2 separate regions of the Gossypium hirsutum genome follow, and region 1 is linked to region 2. The links are chromatin contacts, called in public Hi-C maps. All regions are on one chromosome and are shown on one strand. Each heading gives the region's core, a stretch centred on a gene start, on an enhancer-like site or on the middle of the called end of the contact. The rest is flanking DNA. Distances are from core to core; before and after follow the strand shown. Region 1 holds the start of LOC107889117 (glyoxylate/hydroxypyruvate/pyruvate reductase 2KGR). Region 2 holds the start of LOC107889113.

Evidence for each region. A called contact is a pair of places that touch in the nucleus more often than the background predicts.
Region 1: a contact with region 2 is called in a Hi-C map of leaf, with 2.6 times the contacts expected there. The contact joins the promoter of LOC107889117 here to the promoter of LOC107889113 in region 2. A contact is called at or near these places in 4 of 34 Hi-C or Micro-C datasets (callus, leaf and petal).

What each region holds. Positions count from the first base shown.
Region 1 is chrA09:62,513,132-62,516,651 of Gossypium_hirsutum_v2.1, reverse strand. It overlaps LOC107889117 (glyoxylate/hydroxypyruvate/pyruvate reductase 2KGR), which reads right to left and starts at 1,848. Exons shown (of 2, transcript XM_016813437.2): 1 at 1,205-1,848; 2 at 1-95. The coding sequence starts at 1,630. LOC107889116 reads left to right here and starts at 3,498. Exons shown (of 3, transcript XM_016813436.2): 1 at 3,498-3,520.
Region 2 is chrA09:62,234,789-62,238,408 of Gossypium_hirsutum_v2.1, reverse strand. LOC107889113 reads right to left here and starts at 1,699. Exons shown (of 2, transcript XM_016813435.2): 1 at 1,171-1,699; 2 at 519-858. The coding sequence starts at 1,185. The coding sequence ends at 640.

The DNA.
Region 1 (3,520 bases), core at 599-3,098, 280 kb before region 2:
TGGTAACTGATAGAGCAGTTGAAAGCTTCAGCTCTTTTTGCTATTGCTGATCCGATCCTGCCCAATCCAACAATTCCAACTGATTTACCGCTGAACTGGAAGAGTCAAACAATAGTAAATAAAACGAAAAACAAAAATGAAGAGAACGATCTAATTCAAGCTAGGTACAGAGAGTTCATATACACATTCACCAAAAGGACTTCATGTAGCATCTATTGTGGATGAACTCGATAAACAAACCAATGAGCTAGGCAAAAAGAAGTCAATACTAGAGTCTTAGTGGCAAACAAAGAAATTCTAGTCCCCCCGTGTCAATTTTGGCCTCTTTTCAAAGATTATTCCACGGTTCATCATTTTTCCTACTTCCCTATATGATCATTGTTGGTTATCTGCATTTTCAGCAAACGGGAATGAACTTGATACAACACTTTTGTCCGACATATTTAGGTCACTAAGACACGATCAATCAAGAACAGATAAAATCCAAGTCCCGAGCTCCAACCAAACCAGTTATTAATATTACAAATTTCGAAATTGTTCTCGATCAAAATGGTACTGGAAGCCGACAGACGCAATTGAACAACATTACCAATCACATAGCAAGGATAATTACATCCGTAAGCTCCATTATACGCAAATGCAAATTGATAGAACCCAATCAAACCACACAAAAAATCGAAGCTTACCGGCGTCCAACACTAACGGAAAGGAAAAAACTCCGACAGGACTGTGTTTACGAATTTAAACAACTGGATTAACAAATTAAAAGCCTAACTCATCTATCTAAACCAGGTACCAATTTCATAAATCTCGAACTCGTTCTCAATCGATTAATACGATTGTAAAAGACTAACAAAATGAACTTATAATGATCTTGAATATAACAAAATAATTTTAACAATGTTAAAAGTTGTACCTGAATTTTAAAACGTGAAAAGTAGAAAGACAATATATTCCTGAAAATAAGTAAAATTCCAAATTTGTGAAGATTACGTAATTATAAAAGATTAGCTGTTCAATCAACATTTCAATTCCACATGTTTATAATCGGACTAATTTCCAATTTTCGTAAGCAGAGGGGCTAAAATTCATAATTAGAAACTAAAACCCACCAAACAAGAACACAATTTTTAGTAAATTGGATAAAAAATACAAAAACCAATAAAGAAACAATGAGAAAAAAAAGGAAAACCCAGAAACGAACCTTTGAAGCCAATCCAAAATCACCATTGATCCAATTCCCACTCCTCACAAACCGATCACAAACACACATTTTCCTCAAAACAGCCAATGCCAACCCAATACCCAAATCAGCTACATCATCAGTCAACACATCCGGGGTGTTAGTCACTTTAATTCCCTTCTCTTTACACTTACCCAAATCGATCTTGTCCAGGCCGACGCTATAGCTCGCAACGATCTCCATATTGGGCAATGAATCGATCATATTTGCATCGGCTCCGATTTTGGTGTTTCCCACCACTGCTTTGATGGAACTCGAGTGGGTCTTTAAAAAATCGGGTTTGGGAGATGAATGGTTCCATAGCTTGAAGAGGCTGAACCGGTTTTCAAGCTGGTTTTCAAGGTATTCCGACATTGGACATGTCATTAGGACGCCAATGTTGTTCATGTTTGTGCTTTTGTGTTTCAACTTTCAACTAGAGGGTGACAGAGTTTAGGTTATCTGCTACAAATTAAATGAAGGGTAAACTACAATCAAGGTCACTAAACTGTTAGTAAGTTTACTTTTTGGTCATTTAACTTCAAAAAGTTACAAAATGGTCACAAAACTATTTTGAAAGTTGTAATTTAAGTCGCTGAGCTTTTAAAATCATTATTTATAGCCTTCTCAGTTTACACCAATTGTACCAATTGAAAGCTATCTTTCCTTTTCTCTTCTATAATTCAATTTTTTTTTATAAAACAACTTTGAACGTCATGAAAATGCAAACCAAAATCTAAATAACATTAAGTGTCAGATCGATTTAGATTTAAGGTATACTCTTCTACTTGTCAATTGGTATTGATCCACCTTACTGATTGTCGAATCGTTGTTTGGAGTTTGTTAGTTGAACTATCGTTAAAAAAAAGCTTAATAACCTAATGACTTAAATACAAACTTTTGAATAGTTCAGTAACTATGAAAACTTTCGAATAGTTTCGTGATCATTTTCTAACTTTTTTAAGTTAAGTGTCCAAAACGTAAACTTACTAATAATTTAATAACATTAAGTGTAGTATAACTTTAAATAAATTATTAAAAAAATCATAAAAAAATTAACAAGAGAGAAAATTGATTCAATAAGTTGAACATGTTTTTTTTTGTTCTGCTCAATTCGTTTGTATCGATTTGCGAGTTAATCAATTTAACAAATTTATACTTCAATGTTTACAAAATTTGTCATTTTAGTTCTAATAGATACATTATTAGGTCAATTTGTTGAATTTTTTAGATTTAGATCAAATTAATAGAATGTGTAAATATTAGAGAGTTAAATTTATTATAAGACCAATAAAAAAGACCCACCTTATACTTCCGTTAAGGGCAACAAACAACAGACCAACTGAAAACTTTAATTTCAAAAAATTAAATAACTAAATAAAAAAATTAATAGTCGAATTACTAAACTAAAATCAAGTGTATAGTTAGATGACTATTTTTATAGTTTATCCAAAAGTCCCATAACTCTATAAAATTATCACATAGCCCCTCTCTAAGAGTTGAAGAAAAAGATAGATGTTTTTCATATGAGGTTTTGTACACTCTAGTTTTAGGTTAATGATTGGGTTGTAGCTCTAGTTTATGGTCTTTTAGAGAAGATAAATATTAAATTTATATATGTAATTTGACTTAATGTGTAATTTAATACACGAATTGTGTTTTAGTCCAATTATATACATGAGGTTGGATTTGTGTTTCATATATATGTATATAGCATATATATATATGTATGGAATTTTATTTTTGATACACATTTAAAGAAATAAATACATACATTTGTTTTCATATTGAATTAATATAATTATTTGTAGATACAATATATAACATAAAATAGTGTTGAATGATATTGCACATTAGATCAAAGTTTATGTATAGTTTTGATATTTATCCCTTCTTTAAACTAAACCAAATTTTATTTCTATTTAATTTATAATTAATTTGTAATTTTTTAGGTAAAAGTACTATAGTAGTCCCGGTGCTTGAATTTGGTATCAAAAGTTTATTAGGGTTCAATTATGTACTTGAACTTGACTTGGTTCAATTTGGTACTTGAAATTGGCTTATTATCCAAATTGGTATTTATGGAAAATGACTTATTTGAATTATAAAGCTAAGTTTAGTTACTAATTTGAAAAAAAAAACAAATTCAGGTACTTAATTGGATAAAAAAAACTCTTAGGTATCAATTTGAACCTTGAAGCCAAGTTCAGGTAGCAAATTGTATATTTACCTTAAAAATTATTCAAAACATTAAAAAGTCTTCGTAGGGAAATGATTTGAGGATGGGTAAACAGTAAC
Region 2 (3,620 bases), core at 450-2,949:
CCCATTTTAAGTAAAATTAGTTATGGTCGTATTTTTAAAATGCATTTTGAGGTTAGTGATTTTATAGGTTTTGTTAAGTGATGTGCATGTTGTTTGATAAATGAAAACTAATGTTCTATTATGATCACATAAATTCTAAAGGTATGTCTACCTTTCAAAATGTGTTTCTAATATGTAAACTTGTGAGCATTATAAGCATGGTTATTCTGAATATGCCTTAATATATGTTATGTTATTGCATGTGTATTTGGGGTGGGATATGATATGTGATGGAGTAAGTTCTGATAGACAATGTTTTGCAATTTCTAGCCGTAACACTGCAAATTATTGTATTTGGCAGTTAAACACTGCATATATCTAATTCTAGCAGTTTTTTATACTATATCTGGCAGCTTAACTGCATATTTCTATACAATGACATATGATCACTAATTTGGTGTGTGGGGTTTGTAGAAGGCCCATTTCGTCTGGGCCCATAAAGTTATCCAAAAATAAATAAAATAACTTAAAACAAAAAATAATAAATAAAAGTCCATTTACACCAGGTTTTTTTAATAGTCCAAAATAAAAAATAAAATATTAGTCCAGATCACAAAATTCTAGCCCAAACACAAGATAGCCCAAATTTCAAAACCCATTTTACAATAGACCCAACCTAAGACCTAGACCCAACCCAGTTGCTAAAAACCTAAAACAGACCCAATTCCAAGGGCCCAAGGCACACTGGCCCAAATGGCCTGAACAGATGAGATCTGCTGGAAACTCTAGGCCACGAAGCTGCTGCTCATGCGCGCCGTAGCCTCCCCACAAGTGGCCTTCTCCGTACACTTCCACATCAGCAGAACCTGCGAGACGAAACTAAATACAGCAAATAACCAGCAAATAACAGAAAATAGTAAAAAATAATAGTAGAAAATATAGAAGAAAAATGAGGTTGTAATTTCGTTTTCATTTTTTTTGCTATAAAAAGCCAGAGAATCGGTGCAAAGTTTTTATGGATACTGAATAAAAAAAAATCAATAGCAATAAAAAAATCAGATCCAAGGTTTAAAAGGTTGTTTTTCATTCTTTTTCTGGGATTTTCTTTTCAAATTCACGTTTCCTTTATTCCTTCTTTTCGTTTTTTTTACAAACGGATTCTAAATAAAAACTGAAAGAGAAAGGGCTTACCTGTGTTCGCTTCATGGATCTGCGTCAGAGGCGAAGGTGCTGAAGCACCGATGACCCTCCTATGTGGCTCCCTAAAGCAAGGTCGAAACCCTAGCAGAGGAATGGGAAGCATTTTTTTCTTTTCTTTTTTTTTTTTAAACTGAATGACCAAATGAAGTTTAGTTAAAATTTTTTAGATTTATATTGCCTATGGAACGGCACCGTTTTGTGCCTGGAGTTTGAACGTCTAAACGATGTCGTTTCAAGGCCGTGGATCTGCGCGTTGACCCAATACGGAGAGGATCTGCGTGTTTTCCATTAGCGGGCAATTTGCGCATTTCGCCCTTCCTCATTTCTTGGTCTTTCAAATCAATTTATCTTTATTTTTCAATTTTGTCCCATGATTTTATCAGTGATTCATTTGGGTCCGCATCAGAACGACGCGTTTTAAGGGTTAGGGATAATTTCCCAATCAATCCCTATTTTTTGCGCATACATTCAATCTGGATCCTCTTGTTAATTTAATATATAATTTTTAGACTGTAGATTTCGTTTTAATTTCAAATTTGTCCTTAGCTTGTTTTGATTTACTTATTTATCACTTTTCAGTTTTATTATTAATACTTTTATTAAATCCTTCTATATATTATTTATTTCAACTATTTTCTTATTAAATTTCTTTCATGTATATTATTTATATTAAACTTATATATTATTAACTTTAAATATTTGTATATATATTGGTTAGTTTAAACTATTTTCATATATTATTTATTCTATTTCTTTTATGTATTATTTATTTTAAAAATTGTTTTATGATTATTTATTTTAAGATCTTGTGTCTTATTTTTACTAGATTGTTTCACATTTTTATATATATTATTCATTTCAAACTTAATAAATTTAAATTTATATATTAGTTTAAGTTGCTCTTAAATTAATTGTTTTAAATCATTTTATATATTATTGTATTTTAAAACCGTTTTGCACATCAACTATTTTAAATTATTTCATATTATTGCCATTTATAGTATTTATTTTTAATTTGTTTACAATAGTTGTTTTTTAAACTTTTATTTGTTTTTTTTTTATTTCGTTGTTTTAAACCTTTATTTTTTTTTCTCTTTTTTATTACTTATTTTAATCTTTTTTATATCATTTATTTTTTTAGTTTTTTTTGGAGTATATCATTTTGTATCATTTCTAAATATTGAGATTGTATGTTACATATTTATCATCACGGGTATTATAATTCTTGCATTGTGTTTATTAGTTATTTGTGATTCAATATTGTAGCATTTTGCTTGTAAATTACTACTTTACGTTGTATATTATTCCACTGCACTACGTTCGCTCAAAAGGTCGTGTTTTAATATGGTTCCTATTCTGAAATCATTATTATTAAACAAAGAATTTGCTAAAAATAAAGGTAATATTCCATGTTTGGGAATTCGAGAAGTTGTGCCCTAACATGTTGGGTTTCGATTTTCCATTTGACCAACTAACCGAATATTTTTTCAAAATTTTAGTTGTGTTTTCTTAACTTCAAAACAAGGCAATGTTCTGTGTTTGGATATTCGAGAAATCATGCCCTAACGTGCTTGGTTTCGGTTTTCTGTTGGACCAAATAATCGAATATCCTTTTGTAATTTTCAATGTATGAATTTCTGAAAATCAAGAGCCGATCTTGGTTTTGAAGGTCTAAAAGGTCATGTCAAGCAAGAGAATCTTAACATTCAATTCGAGTTATTCAATTTTTTTTCTAAAGGGATTATATTTTAAAATCTTTTCAAATTTTCGACATTAGAACATTAACTAATCAATTAGGTACCAATTTTGGGCACTACGAGGGTGCTAATCCTTCCTCGTATGCAAGCGACTCCCGAACCCGTTTTCACGAATTTCGTAGACCAAAATTGAGGTTTTAATAAAACAAAATATTTTATAAGGTGATTCGATCACACCTAAATAAAAAGGATTGGTGGTGACTCCCTTTTTCATTTTTTAAAGTCGATCTCTGTTTTTTTCAACAAATAAAAAATTACTTCTACAGCTTGGCGACTCCATTGGGGACCAATAAGAGAGTCAAGCTATAAATTGATTATTTTCTGTCCTTTTGTCAAAAATTGAAATTTTGATTTGAAAATCATGATTCTTTTGTTGCATTTGTTTGTATGATTGTTTTGGTTTGAGTCTTTTAGAATACTCTTGCATTGCATTGCATGACCGTTGTGGTTACACCTTTAAGTGGGAGTGAGAAGCTATACCTTCGTTAGGTTTTCACCTCCGCATGGGCTAGTTGATTGCTTTTGGGATACATCCGTACCTATGTCTTCGTGAGATTTTTATCTCTGCATGGTTATAGGGAAATGTATTCCCCTAAACTGAACTCAACCCATATGAGCCTATAATGGGTGAGGATCGAGGAATCTGCTGGCTTAGGTACCCTTTCCTTAGAACTGAACCACATA